Linked DNA regions of Sus scrofa: region 2 is linked to region 1. The links are chromatin contacts, called in public HiChIP or PLAC-seq maps. All regions are on one chromosome and are shown on one strand. The core of a region is the stretch at or near the end of the contact, and the rest is flanking DNA. Distances in the headings are between cores, read along the strand shown. Region 1 holds the start of TADA3 (transcriptional adaptor 3). Region 2 holds the start of TATDN2 (putative deoxyribonuclease TATDN2).

Region 1 (7,763 bases), core at 1,594-4,093:
GTTGGAGCTACAGTCTCTGGCCTACACCACAGCCACAGCAACATGGGATCCGAGCTCATTCTGTAACCTACACCATGGCTCATGGCAATGCTGGATCCTTAAACCACTGAGCAAGGCCAGGGATCAATCCCACGTCCTCATGGATACTAGTCAGGTTCATTACCACCAGGCCACAATGGGAATTTCCTGGATGCATTTTATTTTTTTAATTTTTTAATTTTTTTGCCTTTTTTGCTATTTCTTTGGGCCACTTCCTGCAGCATATGGAGGTTTCCAGGCTGGGGTCGAATCGGAGCTGTAGCCATTGGCCTACGCCCGAGCTGCATCTGCAACCTACACCACAGCTCATGGCAACGCTGGATCCTTAACCCACTGAGCAAGGCCAAGGATCGAACCCGTAAGCTCATGGTTCCTAGTTGGATTCGTTAACCACTGCGCCACGACAGGAACTCTCCTGGATGCATTTTATTTTATTTTATTTTATTTGTCTTTCTGCTATTTCTTGGGCCACTCCCGAGGCATATGGAGGTTCCCAGGCTAGGGGTTGAATTGGAGCCGTAGCCACCAGCCTACACCAGAGCCACAGCTACGTGGGGTCCGAGCCGCGTCTGCACCACACCACAGCTCAAGGCAACGCTGGATCGTTAACCCACTGAGCAAGGGCAGGGACTGAACCTGCAACCTCATGGTTCCTAGTCGGACTCCTTAACCACTGTGCCACGACGGGAACTCCTGGATGCATTTTAGATTCAATGGATAGGGCTGCAATGGTAGCCTAGAGATTCATGGGCAATCTCAAATGCCAGGCTTCTGAGTTTAGCTCTTCTCTTAAGGTGGTAAGGAACTGCTAGGGGCTTTCTGAAAAGGAAGTTACACAACTACAACTACTGCTATATATCCTACAGTGACTTTGTGGAGAATGGATTGGAGAGGGAAGTGAGAAAGAATGCAGAGAGGGTTATTCGAGGAGGCTGATGACAGCTTGGCCTGGGGCAATGGAGGACAAGCAAGACTTTATCTGTCAAAATTCATTGAGGGCAGGAGTTCTGGGTCGTGGCTCCAAGGTTAACTAACCTGACTAGCATCCACGAGGACACAGGTTCAACCCTTGGCCTCAATCAGTGGGTTAAGGATCCGGCAGTGCCATAAGCTGTGGTGTAGGTTACAGATGTGGCTTGGATCAAGCATGGCTGTGGCTGTGGCACAGGCTGGCAGCTACAGCTCCAAGTCAACCCCTAGCCTGGGAACCTCCATATGCAGTGGATGTGGCCCTAAAAAGAAAAAAAAAAAAAAAAAATTCATAGAAGGCAAACCTAAAAAGGATAAATTTTATGTAGCCAGCCCTATGACACCTGCCCTTTCACGATGACGCATTCTGGTGTAATACCTCAACAAATCTGATGTTTAAGAAAAGCAAAAGGCATGGCTTCAATTAGAATATCCCAGGTTTCTAACTGAGGTTATGAAAACACAAAGCCAGAAGACAAACACAAGAGGACAAGCAAGTTTAGGGAAAGAGGAGTTACGGCCTGGAAGTCTAATTTCAAGGTGTCTTCAACACTTCCAGGTGAACCATGAAAGAGGGCTAGACCAGCAGATTTAGGAGTTACCAGAATGCAGACGGTCATGAAGACCTGTATGTTAAATAGGTAGCACCACCAGGGAGAGTGTAAAGAGGAAGCTAGTGAGTCTAAATTGCTATGAACAGCCAGTTATCAAATGAGAGGATTTCCAAGGAGGAAGGAATCAGCAGTATCAGAGCTTACATTCTATAGTAAGACTGATACGGTTGAGTTCCGACCAGGAAGCGGTCTGGGAGGTAGAAGCACAGCTGGGGCAACATGAAGACTGGGATAAGGAAGTTCCACAGAGAACGCTCTCCCTCAGAGAACCATGGGGTCAAGAGGGCAAGAGGGGGGTGCATATTTAGTGAAGGTCTGCACTGGTTGGGGAGGTGGCCCTATTACAAGCCTCAGCGGCCCTACTAAGGGCTACGGGGCCTACTACGTGCCTCCGACGTGCTACCATACCTAGGAGCACCCACTCCCAGCTTCCTCTCTGATTCAGTATCTCCCACCTGCTTCAAAACCCAGACTATGAAGCCGAAAGGCCTGCTTCTTAGGAGGGCGTCCCCCGCTCGCTCCTTTCTCACTTCGGCCCCCGCCCCTCCCTCCTCCCAACCTCATGGTGCCCCCGCACCCCCAGCACCCCACGGCTCAGCGCCTCTCCGCTGCAAAGCCGCATCTCCCCCAAACCCAGAGCCTGAGGACAGAACAGTGGGGGTCCCTGGCCCGGGTCCCGGCTCTCTCTCACCATCGCGGGCGCTGGCTGGGCCGGAAAGCGGAAGTACGGAAGTGGCCAGCCCCGCGACGCCTGCCCTTTCGCGAGAAGCGCAGCCGCAGTCTCCGCCCGGACGTCCGGACTGTACCATCTATGTCCCGAGCGGGGGAGGGAGAAGCTAAAAACACTTGGCACTTCGGAAGTTTTCCCGCTAGGACTGCCGTGGTAGTTTTAGATTCCTGAAGTTTGAAATCACTACTCAAGCTTCTCCCGTCATCGGTGAGGCTCTCGCTTGTGACTTTGGCCTTCTTGTCGTCTTTGCTGCCATCTTCCCTCACAGCCATGCAGTGGTGCAGCCCAGCCTCAGGTTGGGCACCATATTAGGACAAGGCGAGCCGGGGGAGCTCTTCGATCCTTCCGGTTCTGTGCCCCCATCCTTTCTCCGGGCCCCTCCTACCTGCAGCCCTCGGGGCTCAGCGGGACTAACTGCCAAGCGGAGAACCCGGCCGCCGAGCCCCGCCCCCAGGCGCCGGGCTGTTCCCGAGGGTACGCCCGAGGCTTATTCTCTCCACCCCACTAGCAGCGGGCTCACTCGCTGCCGGCAAACTCCCACCCTCGAAAGACCCAGGGGCTGGTCCTCGCGTCTTTCCGCCCCCGCGTGCACTGCTGGGGGCCAGCCCCTAGTCAGTTCCGGGGCGGTAGCTCTCACCGACCGGAACTCCCCGCCCCCACCCGCGGCCCGGGGGCAGTAGGAGGCGGCTAGGAGGAGGTAGAGGGGGCGGGGGCCGCGGTAGGGTGTCCGCGGTAAAGGTCTGGGACCCAGAAGGCGGGACACTGGGGCTATCCATGGGTGGGGCCAGTCATTAACCAGTCCCACTTTTTCTGTGCCAGGCACTGAACTGGGCTCTTGACGGGCATCATCTTTTAATCCTCAGATCATCCCAGGGAGGTAGGTACTATTACTATCCCCGTTTTATAGATTCAAACTTCTTATGGGGAAACAAGCTCAGGTGTCTTTTGTCCCATTTTACGGATAGAAAAACTGAGACTCGAGAGATAATTAACATGTTCAGGGCTATATAAATAGAGGCTGGTCAAGCCAGAGCTTGAATCCTGATGTATCTAGTTTAGCAGTTCACATTCCTTACTATCTGGGGCAAATAGGGAAAAGGTGGGGAGGGTGAAACTAGGAGAGGCTGGGAGGCACAAAGAACGTTAACGTAAGTATGGAATACTTGGAATTCTGGAGTTTAGCAGAACTCTGGAAGAGTGGAGCTGAAGGGAAGAGCATCAGAAGGACAGGCACAGTATAACTGTGGTTAGAGGCACAGACTTAAAACTACCTGAATTCAGATTGCGTGTTGATAAGCATGAACATGTACCCACTCTAACAGTCTCAGTTTTCTCATCCGTAAAATGGAGATCACCATGAGTCACGGGGTTATGTGAGGAATTTAATGAGAAGCCAGTAAAATGTCTGCATCTAGCTTGGTGCACAGTAGGTGCTTTACAAATAGGAACTGTGACTTCAGCCTTAGTAGGATACTGAAGCCTGGCTTTCTTCTTGAGGCTGTCTGAATAGAAGGAGCTCTTGGTCTTTTCTTGTGCCACTTGTCCCCCCATCAGTGGTCCGTTCTCTCCAGCTCCACAGGGTCCCCTATCCTGGGCCATGAGTGAGCTGAAGGACTGCCCCTTGCAGTTCCATGACTTCAAGTCTGTGGACCACCTGAAAGTCTGTCCCCGCTACACAGCAGTGTTGGCCCGCTCTGAGGATGATGGCATCGGTATTGAGGAGCTGGACACTCTGCAGCTGGAGCTTGAGACCTTGCTTTCCTCTGCCAGCCGACGCCTGCGGGTGCTCGAGGCTGAAACCCAGGTGATACCCCACAGAGGGACACCAGGGATGGACTGTGACAGGTTGTGGCATGGGTCACTGAGGTAGCTAGCCCTCTCTGCTGAGGCCTGAGGTATGGGAGCATAGTGGGGGGAAGAGAAACCCAAACTGGGCTTATGTGACGTGTAAAGTATGCAGGAGGAGTTCTGTCGTGGCTAAGTGGAAACGAAGCTGACTAGCATCTGTGAGGACGCAGGTTCAATCCCTGACCTCGCTCAGTGGGTTAAAGATCCGGTGTTGCCATGAGCTATGGTGTAGGTTGCAGACGAGGCTCAGATCTGGCATGGCTGTGGCATAGGCCAGAGGCTACAGCTCCGATTTGACCCCTAGCATGGGAACCTCCATATGCTACAGGTGTGGCCCTAAAAAAAAAAAATCAAAGTAGGAATGTGCATGATCCTCATAAATTTCAGGATTTCTAATCCACTAAGCATCTATTGACCCCCACTCCCCACAATGTTCTGGATCCTGTGCTCATCATTAGAGAGGTAGTGAGGACAATTTGGGCCTTGAGGGAGCTTGCCAACTAAAGAGAGGAGGAGGGAGTTACCATTGAGGCTCAGTGGTAATGAACCCATGTAGTATCCATGAAGATTTGGGTTCAATCCCTGGCCTCGCTCAGTGGGTGAAGGATCTGACATTGCCATGGGCTGTAATGTAGGTCACAAACGTAGTCTGGTTCTGGCATTGCCGTAGTTGTGTCATAAGCCAGCAGCTGCAGCTCTGATTCAACCTCTAGCCTGGGAACCTCTATATGCCACAGGTGTGGCCCTAAAAAGAATGAATGAAGGGAGGAGGAGGGCACACAAGTACCAACTGATGTGCTGTTGTGGTTAGGAGTACTGAGGTAACTGGAATGAGGAGGCCTGGATTTGCATCCTGGCCCAAGCACTTGCCAGCGTTGCTGTTTGCCAGCTATGTGACTTTGCACAAGTTACCTCCTAGTTCTGAGGATCAGTTCTCCATCTGCAAAGTGGGCTGGATAATAGGACCTCCCTCAGAGCTTTTGTGAGGATTTGAAGACTTTTCACAAAGGCTCAGCACAACACCTGATACTAAGTAAGCATGTCAAATGTTATTTATTGGTATACTTCTGATGATTTCTATTTATGGCATAAGCATTCTCTGAGCCCTGTATGCCAGGTGCTATGCCAGATGCGGGGGAACAGAGATGTTTAAAATGAACCTCTGTGTCTCTAACAGCTTATAATCTTGTTGAAGAGACAGAGTACTCTGTTTTTGTTTTTTGTTTTGGGTTTTTTTTGTTGTTGTTTGGTTGGTTGGTTGGGTTTTGTTTTGTTAGGACTACGCCTATGGCATATGGAAGTTCCCAGGCCAGGGGTTGAATCAGAGCTGCAGCTACCAGCCTACACTACAGCAACGCGAGATCCAAGCCACACTTGCAACCTACACCACATGTCACGGCAATACCAGATCCCTAACCCACTGAGCAAGTCCAGGGATCGAACAGCATCCTCATGGATACTAGTCGTGTTTGTCACCCACGGAGCCACAACAGGAACTCCACAAAGTATTCTGTTTGTTCTAGTTATGATCAAACAACACGATTAGTCCTACAGTGGAGGTACAGAGTATCAGAGACTCATAGACAAAGACGATGCCATTTTAACTGGACCTCAAAAGATGAATAAAATTGGAGTTCCCATTGTGACGCAGTGGAAATGAATCTGACTAGGAACCATGAGGTTTCAGGTTCAATCCCTGGCCTCCATCAGTGGGTTGGGGATCTGGTGTTGCCGTGAGCTGTGGTGTAGGTCACAGACACGGCTTGAATCCTGTGTTGCTGTGGCTGTGGCGTCGGCTGGCAGCTGTAGCTCTGATTGGAGCCCTAGCCTGGGAACCCCCATGTGCCTCAGGTGCAGCCCTAAAAAGCAAAAAAAAAAAAAAAAAAAGAATGAAATTAACTCGTGGGAGTTCCCATCATGGTGCAGCAGAAACGAATCTGACTGGTAACCATGAGGTGCAGGTTTGATCCCTGGCCTCGCTCAGTGGGTTAAGGATCTGGTTTTGCCATGAGCTGTGGTGTAGGTTGCAGATGCAGCTCAGATCCTGCATTGCTATGGCTGTGGTATAGGGCAGCAGCTGCAGCTTCGATTTGACCCCTAACTTGAGACCCTTCATATGCCAAAGGTGTGGCCCTAAAAAGCAAAAAAAAAAAAAAAAAAAAAAATTGTGGTCCCTGGGAATCCATTGAAGCTTTTTGAGTGGGCTGTGGCATAATCAGTTGTGTTTTAGCATCTAAGAAGCTGTGTAACTGATGCAGAGAAGGCTTCCCAGTTGTGGCGATATTTGAAGAGAAGGTTTGCTGGAAAGCTTGCTTTCCTATACCAAAAAATTACTCCCAGCATGTTTTCCTGAGATGTGATCTCTTTGCTTGACCTGCTAAACACTGTGTAACTGGCTTGGGTGCTACATAGGTGAGTCAGTATAGACAAGTGAATAGAATGATTAGAAGAATATGAATAAAATCCTGTGAGATGGGCACAGATAAGGAGCTGAGTTTTGCAGAATGAGTAGGAATTTGCTAGACATAAAGGGAATAAGGAGAGACTTGGAGCCTAATTGAGTTCTAGATCCCAGTTTTTCTCTGGGAGGACGAATTGCCTGTGTCTTCCCTTCTCCCTCTCAGTGACAGTGTGTGAATTTCAGATCCTCACCGACTGGCAGGATAAGAAAGGTGACCGACGATTCCTGAAGCTGGGTCGAGACCATGAGCTTGGAGCTCCCCCCAAACATGGGAAACCCAAGAAGCAGAAACTGGAAGGGAAGGCAGGACATGGGCCGGGCCCTGGCCCTGGGCGACCCAAATCCAAAAACCTTCAGCCCAAGATCCAGGAATATGAATTCACTGATGACCCTATCGACGTGCCACGTATCCCCAAGAATGACGCCCCCAACAGGTTCTGGGCCAGAGAACATAGATGGGCCTCGGGATTCGGGCATTGGAGGCTGTGGTGGGGCCCAGGGCTGAGGTTGGTGGGGGAGGGGCCCTCACTCAGGCTCTGCTTCGCCCTGCAGATTCTGGGCTTCAGTGGAGCCCTACTGTGCTGACATCACCAGTGAGGAGGTGCGCACACTGGAGGAGCTACTGAAACCCCCAGAAGATGAGGCTGAACATTACAAGGTAGCGACCCCCAAGCCTAGGTAGATGTGGAGAACAAGAGGGCTCAGAGTTGCCTCAGAATCTGAGACCCTAAGCTCTGCATCATCTTCCTTCCCCTGTGCTGCCCAGCCTCCTGTCTGCTCTGCTAACCCACCTCAACATACAGGCACTAACGTCACCTTCTCCTTTCTAGCCTATGTAAATGGTCACCATGACCTAAGGCCTCTTCCCTAGTGAGGTCTGTTTCTCTCATCACCTGCCCTTCTTTGGCTCAAGCCTTCATCAGCCTTTACCTGAACAGCCTAACACTTTCTTCCTTCTAGAGGGATTCTTTTTTTTAAATTTTTTGATGTGTAAAAGTTTACTTTTTTTATGAGGAAAATAAAAGAGGTTCCATTAAAGAAAATGTAGAAAATACAGAGAAGCATTGGAGGGGAGCTCTCTCCAATAGGTCAGCTGTCATGA
Region 2 (7,763 bases), core at 2,703-5,202, 340 kb before region 1:
ACTCCAGCCTCTACAACTGTGAGAAATAAGTATCTGGTGTTTATAAGCTACCCCAGTCTGGGGCATTTTGTTACAGCAGCACCAATGGACTAAGACAAATACACTCCCCTGTGAACAAACCATGACTTGACACAGACACCTCTGTGCTGAGGGAGGGGTGGGCACACCAAGCTAAGAGCATACCCCTCAGAGTTTACAGAACAAATGCAGAAGAGCATGTGGATGGGTGGGTGGAAGGTAGGTAAGTGGTGACAGGACCTTGGAAGGACCTAGGGAGAAAACAGGCTGTTTTGCGCCTGCCCTTCAGCAATGCTCACTGACAGGACTTTGCACTTATTAAACAAGTTCTCAAATGACTGCAGAAAAGAGGGGGAAGAGGAGCAAACAGCAGAAGCTAAGAGGCACTTGCAAATTCACCAAGAGGAGTATTGTACTGTACCCAGTTTTCAAACTAACACAGGCGCTCCAGGGAGAGCTCTTAACAGTGCCTGAGAAGGCCAGCTGGGCTTAAGCCTAGGGAATATCTACCCTCTCTCAACATGAGAGATCTTCCCCAAATGCAAATCTGCCTGCCCTCTGTAGACAGCTCCCTAAAGGCTCCAAATAAAATTCAAATTCCCTTGGCTCCTAACACTCTCCTGTTCTGTCCCCCGTCTAGCTCCCCAGCCTCCATTCCGGGCTCTTTGCTCCAATGAACCAACCCCATGAGACAGCTTTCAAGTGACTTCTCCAGCCCTCCCACCAGATGTGATGCTCCTTAGAAGCCATCTCTCGGCTCCACCCCAAGAGAATGGTTGGCACACACCCCTCAAGTGCTTATGTCTAAGAGGGAGGCATGGACAGAACCCCAAGACTTCTGGGATGGACTTGTCCTCCGTGGTTAACCATTAAATTGATTTTGGCAAAACAATGCCCTTCAGGCCAAAATGAGCAAAAGGTGGCCCTGTGATAGGATTGGACTGGTCACACCCTCAACTCTCAGAACTCCAAGGGGCGGGATGAAGCATCTGAAAGAAAATCAAGATTAGTCCACAGGCCCCCTGATCGTGTTACTGAAGTTCAGTTTGAGCACCTGATCATAGTACAGCTGTACCCAATCCACTGAAACTGTTTGGAGGATTAATGACAAAATTAGCCTCACATGTAACCAGACTCACATTTTAGTCTTATTTGGTATTAAGTCAGAGACCAAGATTCTCAGCTCACCATTTAAAAAAAATCATCCATGAGCCCATACAAGTGTTCTGACTATGAGGTCCATGTGGAAAACACCCAGAACACTTCAGCAAAGATAGTCTTGAGTGAGGATACATGGCTAAATACAGCCTCACTTCTCAGTTCCATAGAAGAAACCACTGAGCAACGGGTTAAGGACAAACCACTTTCCTTAGGACCAATTTTGGTTTTTTTCTTTGGCCACCCCACAGCATATTGAGTTCCTAGGCCAGGGATGGGATCAGATCCGAGCCACCATTGGGAGCTACACACAGCTGCAGTAACACGGGATTCTTTAACCACTGTGCCCTCTGAAGAACCTATGTCAGGGCGCTGCAAAGATGCCACTGATCCCACTGCACTGCAATGGGAACTCTCAATTTTTTTTTTTTTTTATAACAACTTTATCTAGGGGAAGCCCATTTCACCCAAGCCAGCCTTCCTTTGTTCCCCAAAGTACAGAACTTCTCCCTCATCTCTCAAGGCCCCAACCTCCAAAACCTTGAAGGCAACTAGAAACACTGCCTGGCACAAACCAGGCCCTCGATAACCATTTATTCAAAACCTGATTGAAGGGGCGGGTGATGCTCACACAGCTTGGGTCGCAACATAAGCTAAGACTCCTCTCCTCTAACCAGGAAACTGCAGACTGCAGGAGACAACCTTTCCAAACTTACGGTCCAGTTATACATACCTGTATGCATACACATACACACACGCACATGCACGAACACAAAGAAAATTAATCTTTTTAAAAAGTTTACACACACACATGCACAGAGAAAATTTAATCCTTAAAAAAAAAAAGTTAACATAAATTGAGTAAATGAAATGCACCTCCTCCGTGAGGCACTCCTCACTCTGCTCCCAAGTATGTTGAAATCCTCCTGTGTGTTCCCGCTAGGGAACCAAATGTTTAGCCTCCAAAACAAACCCTGCCCCACCATGCAAAATTCCAAGGTTCTGAAAACCATAACATCAGTTAAAAGCCACACGAAGAACCAAACTCTTTCTCGGTTCTGTGTTTCAAAGTACAAGGGCAAAATTCCTTAAATTGACAACCAAAATACATACATCTGTGTCTCCGGAGCGCACCATCCACCTCCTAGCGCAGCGAGTCTCCATGCTGACTGACGGTTACAGGCACCTGAGGAATAGTTACATACCTGGAAGCTCCGCCCACATCAACATAATTGGATCAAGGGTAGAAAGGCACAAGAATTTTATAGTACCAAAGTGCTGCCAAGTTTGCAAACCATCTCTTCACGGTATTTAGGCCATCCCCTGGTCTTGCAGTCTGCGCTTCAACCTCTGGGAAGACCCCAAGACCGTAAGAGACAAGATCTTTTTTTGGTATCCTTTCACCAAAAACAAAAACAAACAAACAAAAAAAAGTCCCACCCCCGACATATCAAGCCAAGCGGAAAGAGCTTCAACGTTTGCTAGGCGTTGAGGCCACTTACCTTAAGGCTGCAGGTTTCCTCCTCTAGAGAAGCCATTTCTTCTAGAGAGGGTTTGCCAGGGGAGTCCCCTGACGAAAGGAACCCCTGTGAGCTCCGAATCAGGCCTCCCTTGGAGGCGGCCCCACCCACACCTGGGCCAGAGGAATGGGAGGAGGAAGAAGAGAGGAACTTCTGCGGCGGGATGAGCCCCAGGACAACCTCGGCGAGCAGGCCACATCTTCCTCCTTCTGGGCTTTCAGGCGCTTGGGGCTGCTGGCCCCTCCAGAACGCGCTGCAGAGCTGTGAGTTGGCCGGCTGGAGGGGGCCACATCACTGGGCTCCCGGAGGCAGCTGCGCTTGCGGGAACTCCGCTCCGAAGTGCTGCTCCAGTGGTACTTGACCTTGCGCCGCTCCGACGCCATGGGCACCTGCAAGGTAAAGAGGGGGCTGGAGTCCACCACCAGGCCTGCTGGCAGCCGCTCCTCAGACTCCCGCCATCCCAGGATCCCCTGGGGTAGGGCAAGCCAATTTGTCAGAGCCAGGGTCTGGCCTCACTGACCTTTCCCCCTTCTTTCCACTGCCCATCACAGTTCAAGGCTTCAGAGATGCCAAAGCGCTTCGAATGTGTGCGATTCCAAAGCGCTTCAGAGAATTCCAAATGATCCCAGGATTTACCAAAGGCTTCGTTCGATTCGGTTTCCAAGCCCACAACGTGCTTCCGCGATTACCAAGCGCTTCAGTTTGCACAGAGCTACTTTGCAGATGTCAAAGCGTTTCCGGGACTACGATGGAGCTGGCGATACAAAGCCTTTCAAAGGTGTCAGAGCTCTCCGAAAGGCCACAGGGAGCTGTTAGATCCACACCTGGAGGCCAGACCCGCAGTCCCTAGTCGGGCGCGCGGCCCGGAGGCCCGGAACGCCGAGCACGGGCCGCAGAGCAGGGCGGGACCCGGCGTGCAGTCCGCCCTGCCCCCGCGGCCCCGCCGACCAGCCCCGGGCCGCAAGGGGTTGAGCCGCCCTTCAGAAGCCGGCGGCGTACCAGTCCGCCTGCTTAGGGCGCCCCTGGGCCCGCCCCGCCCCGCCTTTGGTCCCTGCTGCAGCGGCCCAGACGTCGACCCCGCACCCCCCCCCCACGGCCCTGAGGTTTCGCACCGGCCGCCTGCTCGCTGACAGCCTTAGCCCCGCGGGGCTGGCCTTGCTTCTCCGGAGCTCGGACCACACTAGCCTTCGCTGCGTCCGCCTCCCGGAACGAGCCCTACGGCTCGCAGCTCCGGCGTGCGACGGGGGCGGGTCTTGCGCTGAACGAAGAACGCCCATTGCTCAAATGGAAAGAGGCGGGACTCCAAGCAAGACGGAGCTTGCCTGCTGGTCAGGAGGCTGGGAGGCGGGGCCCTACGCCTTACGAAGCTCATTCATTGGTTGGACGCTAGACCCGGCAGGGCCACTCACGTGTGCTGTAAGAGCGCGAAGCTGAGGCTGGGCCGCAGTGTCTCAGGTCTGCCAGCGATGGAGGTAGGGGGCGTTGGCGATCCCGGGTTCTCAGATTGCGGCTCTCTGCTGCTCAACGCTTTCCCTCCGCTTAGCCGGACGCATTCTGATCTGGATGCGCTCGTGAACCGACACCAACCTCATCAGCCCATTTACACAGGAGGAAACTGGCTCAGAGACCAAGTGACAAACCCGGAAAATGAAAGAATTGGAATTAGAAATTAGAAGCCGAGAGAGAGGGAGAAAGCTACCCCTCGCAAAAAAAAAAAAAAAAAAGACAAAGTTAAAAGACAACATACAAACTTGGAAAAATATTGGCAACACATGACAAAGGACTGATGTCCTAAACTACGCTAAAACTCTGGCAAGAAGATAATTTAGTGGGCGAAGGAAATGACCCGATGAACAGAAACAAATCACCAAGGCTAACATGAAAAAATGGCTCATTTAAAAAGTGCAAATAAAATTGTTTTCACTCATTAGATTAGCAATGATCAAAAAGCATGAGAATATCATTTGTAGCTAAGGATGTGGGGCAAAGTGCCCCCATATATCACCAATTGACGGTAAATTGGTGTAACATTTTGGAAGGCGGCCCTGTAGTAGCAAGAATGAAAACAGTATCCGGTGAGTGAGGCTAGTCACATAAATTACAGAATACCCATACAAAAGAATACCCGGCAAAAAGAATGAAGTAATCCAAAAGTACTGTTGAAGAAGATGTGAAAAAACACAGGATCCAGAGCATGAGTGAAAATATCTGTAGAAAAAAAGAAAAAAAATATATATATAATAAATGAGAGAGAAGCGGAGCCTTAAGATAAAAAAATTATTAAATATGTCAGAGTAACCACTGTGTATTTGTATTTCTAACAGCTTTACTGAGATGCAATTTACATAGCATGAAGTTCACTGATATATAATTCTATGGGTAATTTTATGTAATCAGAGTTGTCCAACCAGTACTGTAATCTAATTTTAGAACATTTCGTTACCCTAAAATCTTGTTTTCATTACCACTCCCCTCCAGAAAGCAACTCACACCCACCCCCAAGTACACACACACACTTGGTTTATCTCCATGGCTTTGACTGTTCTAGACATTTCATAAAAATGGAATTATATATAATTGGCTTCTTAGCATTATCTTTTCAAGATTCACCCATGTAGTATGCATCAGTCCTTTTTTTTGTCTTTTTAGGGCCACCCCCATGGCATATGGAGGTTCCCAGGCTAGGGGTCCAGTTGGAGCCGTAGCCACTGGCCTACCACAGCCACCACAGCCTCACCAGATGAGAGCCATGTCTGCAACCTACACCACAATTAACAGCAATGCCAGATCCTTAACCCACTGATAGAGGCCAGGGATCAAACCTGCATCCTCATGAATGCTAGTCAGATTTGTTTCTGCTGAACCACAGTGGGAACTCCAAGTACTTCATTTTTTATGGCTGAAAAATATTCCATTGTATGGATGTAGCTCATTCTGTTCATCTATTGAAGGACATTTGGGTTTTATCTACCCATGGCTATTAGGAATATTGCTGCTATGAACACTGGTGTGCACGTTTTTATATGAACATGTTTTCATTTCTCTTAGATTGATATCTGAGTGGAATTGCTAGGTCATATGGAAACTATGTTTAACCTTTTGAGGAACTTCCAACTGCTTTCCAGAGTGGCTGGCCATTTTACAATCCCACCAGCAATGTGTGAGGGCCCTAATTTCTCCATATCTTCCTGACACTTGTCTGCCTTTTTCACCCAGCCATCCAAGCAAGTGTGAGTGCTTATTTCATTGTGGTTTTGATTTTCATTTCCCTAATTGAACTCAGATAGTCAGCAGTGAGTAATGGCTCGAAGCGAGATTTTCATTTCCTGCTTAAGAACTGAACCTGGGTGGCATGGGTGAAAACCAGGAATCCCAGCCACTAGGCAACCAGGAGCTAGAGGCTAGAAATAGAGCTACCTTTTTTTTTCTTTTTTTTTTTTTTTTTGGCCTTTGTCTTTTTAGGGCCGCACCTGTGGCATACGGTGGTTCCCAGACTAGGGGTTGAATCAGAGCTGTAGCCGCCTGCCTATGCCAGAGCCACAGCAACGACAGATCTGAGCCACGTCTGTAACCTACACAACAGCTCATGGCAACGCTGGATCCTCAACCCACTGAACAGGGCTAGGGATGAACCGGCAACCTCATGGTTCCTAGTTGGATTTGCTTCCACTGTACCACAATGGGAACTCCAGTAGAGCTATCTTGATTCTTGTCCCTTTCAAGCAAGAATGTTTCAAAGAGGCAAACAGAGCACTTCTGGGACAATACACAGGGAAGCAGTTTGGAAATAAAGCAGCACACTCAGAGAGGATTGTGGATGTCCCTGCAAGTGGGGAGCTGCCAAAGGGGTGATTTTTTTCCACTTTTTAGGGCCACACCCCCAGATATGGAGGTTTGCAGACTAGGGGTTGAATCAAAGCTTCAGCTGCCATCCTACACAACAGCCACAGCAACACCAGATCTGAGCGGCGTCTGTGACCTACACCACAGCTCACGGCAATGCTGGATCCTTAACCCACTGAGCAAGCCCAGGTGAGTGAGGCCAAGGATTGAACCTGTGTCTTCATGGATACTAGTCATTTTCATTACTGCTGAGCCACAATGGGAACTCCCCAGAGGGGTGATTTAAATCACTTGTGTAGGGGCAGACTTTCTGGGTCTTTGGCCAATTATCTTGTTTTATTTCCCACACCTGATGAACCCACGCCCCTCCCCAATGTACATGTGCTTCTTTTAGCCAAGATGGATTCCAGCGTGGGGGTTCAATGGACTACTGACACCTCCTATTACAGGGTGGAGCCGCTCCTTTTTGACCCTGAGGAGTCTTTCTGTGAATGTGTAGTCAAGATCTTAGCCCCCAACTTCGTCCCTCTGCCCCTGCCACTATGTTATTTAAAAGTGTCCACAGGAGTTCCTGCTGTGGTGTGTGAGGTTAAGAATCCAACTGCAGTGGCTCAGGTCTCTGCAGAGGTGAGGGTTGAATTCCCAGCCCAGCACAGTGGGTTAAAGGATCGGTGTTGCTGCGGCTGTAGCATAGTTTGCAGATATGGCCTGGATTCAAGCCCTGGCCTGGGAACTTCCATATGCTGTGGGTGCAGCCATTAAAAAAAGAAGTGTCCACAGGAGACAAAGTCCAGTTACTTACTTTTTTCCTGTTGTTATTTCTATCTCGAAGTATAAACAGAAGGCTGGTTGTAAATGTCTGGCCCGGAGCCCACCTATCTTCTGCTTCATATTGACTAACGAAGTTGAGCAAAAAAGGCTTTCTGAAAAATGTCTTTGTCATCTCTGGAAGAATACCCCAAACTAGTAACAGTGGTTGCCTCTGGGGAGAAGAAATGATGGGCTATGATCCCAGTGGGGAATCCCCCATGTAATCTTTTGTGCCCTTTGGGTTTTTTGTCACGTGCATCTATTAATATTTTTAAAGTCAGGCCTTCCCTCTGGGGATTCATGGAAAGACATCATGGCGTTCATATGTAGAACCGTTTGTAGGGTTTTTTTTTTTTTGTCTTTTGTCTTTATAGGGCCACACCCACAGCATATGGAGGTTCCCAGGCTAGGCTA

The links. HiChIP or PLAC-seq counts read pairs in DNA pulled down with a chosen protein or histone mark.
Region 2: an H3K27ac HiChIP or PLAC-seq map of alveolar macrophages shows a contact between it and region 1. The contact joins the promoter of TATDN2 here to the promoter of TADA3 in region 1. A contact is called at or near these places in 1 of 47 Hi-C or Micro-C datasets (heart right ventricle) and 1 of 2 datasets of contacts at active chromatin or transcription factors (alveolar macrophages).

Annotation. Positions count from the first base shown.
Region 1 is chr13:66,075,052-66,082,814 of Sscrofa11.1, reverse strand. It overlaps TADA3 (transcriptional adaptor 3), which reads left to right and starts at 2,843. Exons shown (of 10, transcript NM_001206536.1): 1 at 2,843-3,049; 2 at 3,172-3,229; 3 at 3,924-4,156; 4 at 6,845-7,095; 5 at 7,214-7,319. The coding sequence starts at 3,950. ARPC4 (actin related protein 2/3 complex subunit 4) reads right to left here and starts at 6,889. Exons shown (of 7, transcript NM_001206535.1): 1 at 6,882-6,889; 2 at 2,314-2,378. The coding sequence starts at 2,316.
Region 2 is chr13:66,417,661-66,425,423 of Sscrofa11.1, reverse strand. TATDN2 (putative deoxyribonuclease TATDN2) reads right to left here and starts at 3,952. Exons shown (of 9, transcript XM_003132363.6): 1 at 3,217-3,952; 2 at 2,845-3,085; 3 at 2,679-2,842. The coding sequence starts at 3,079.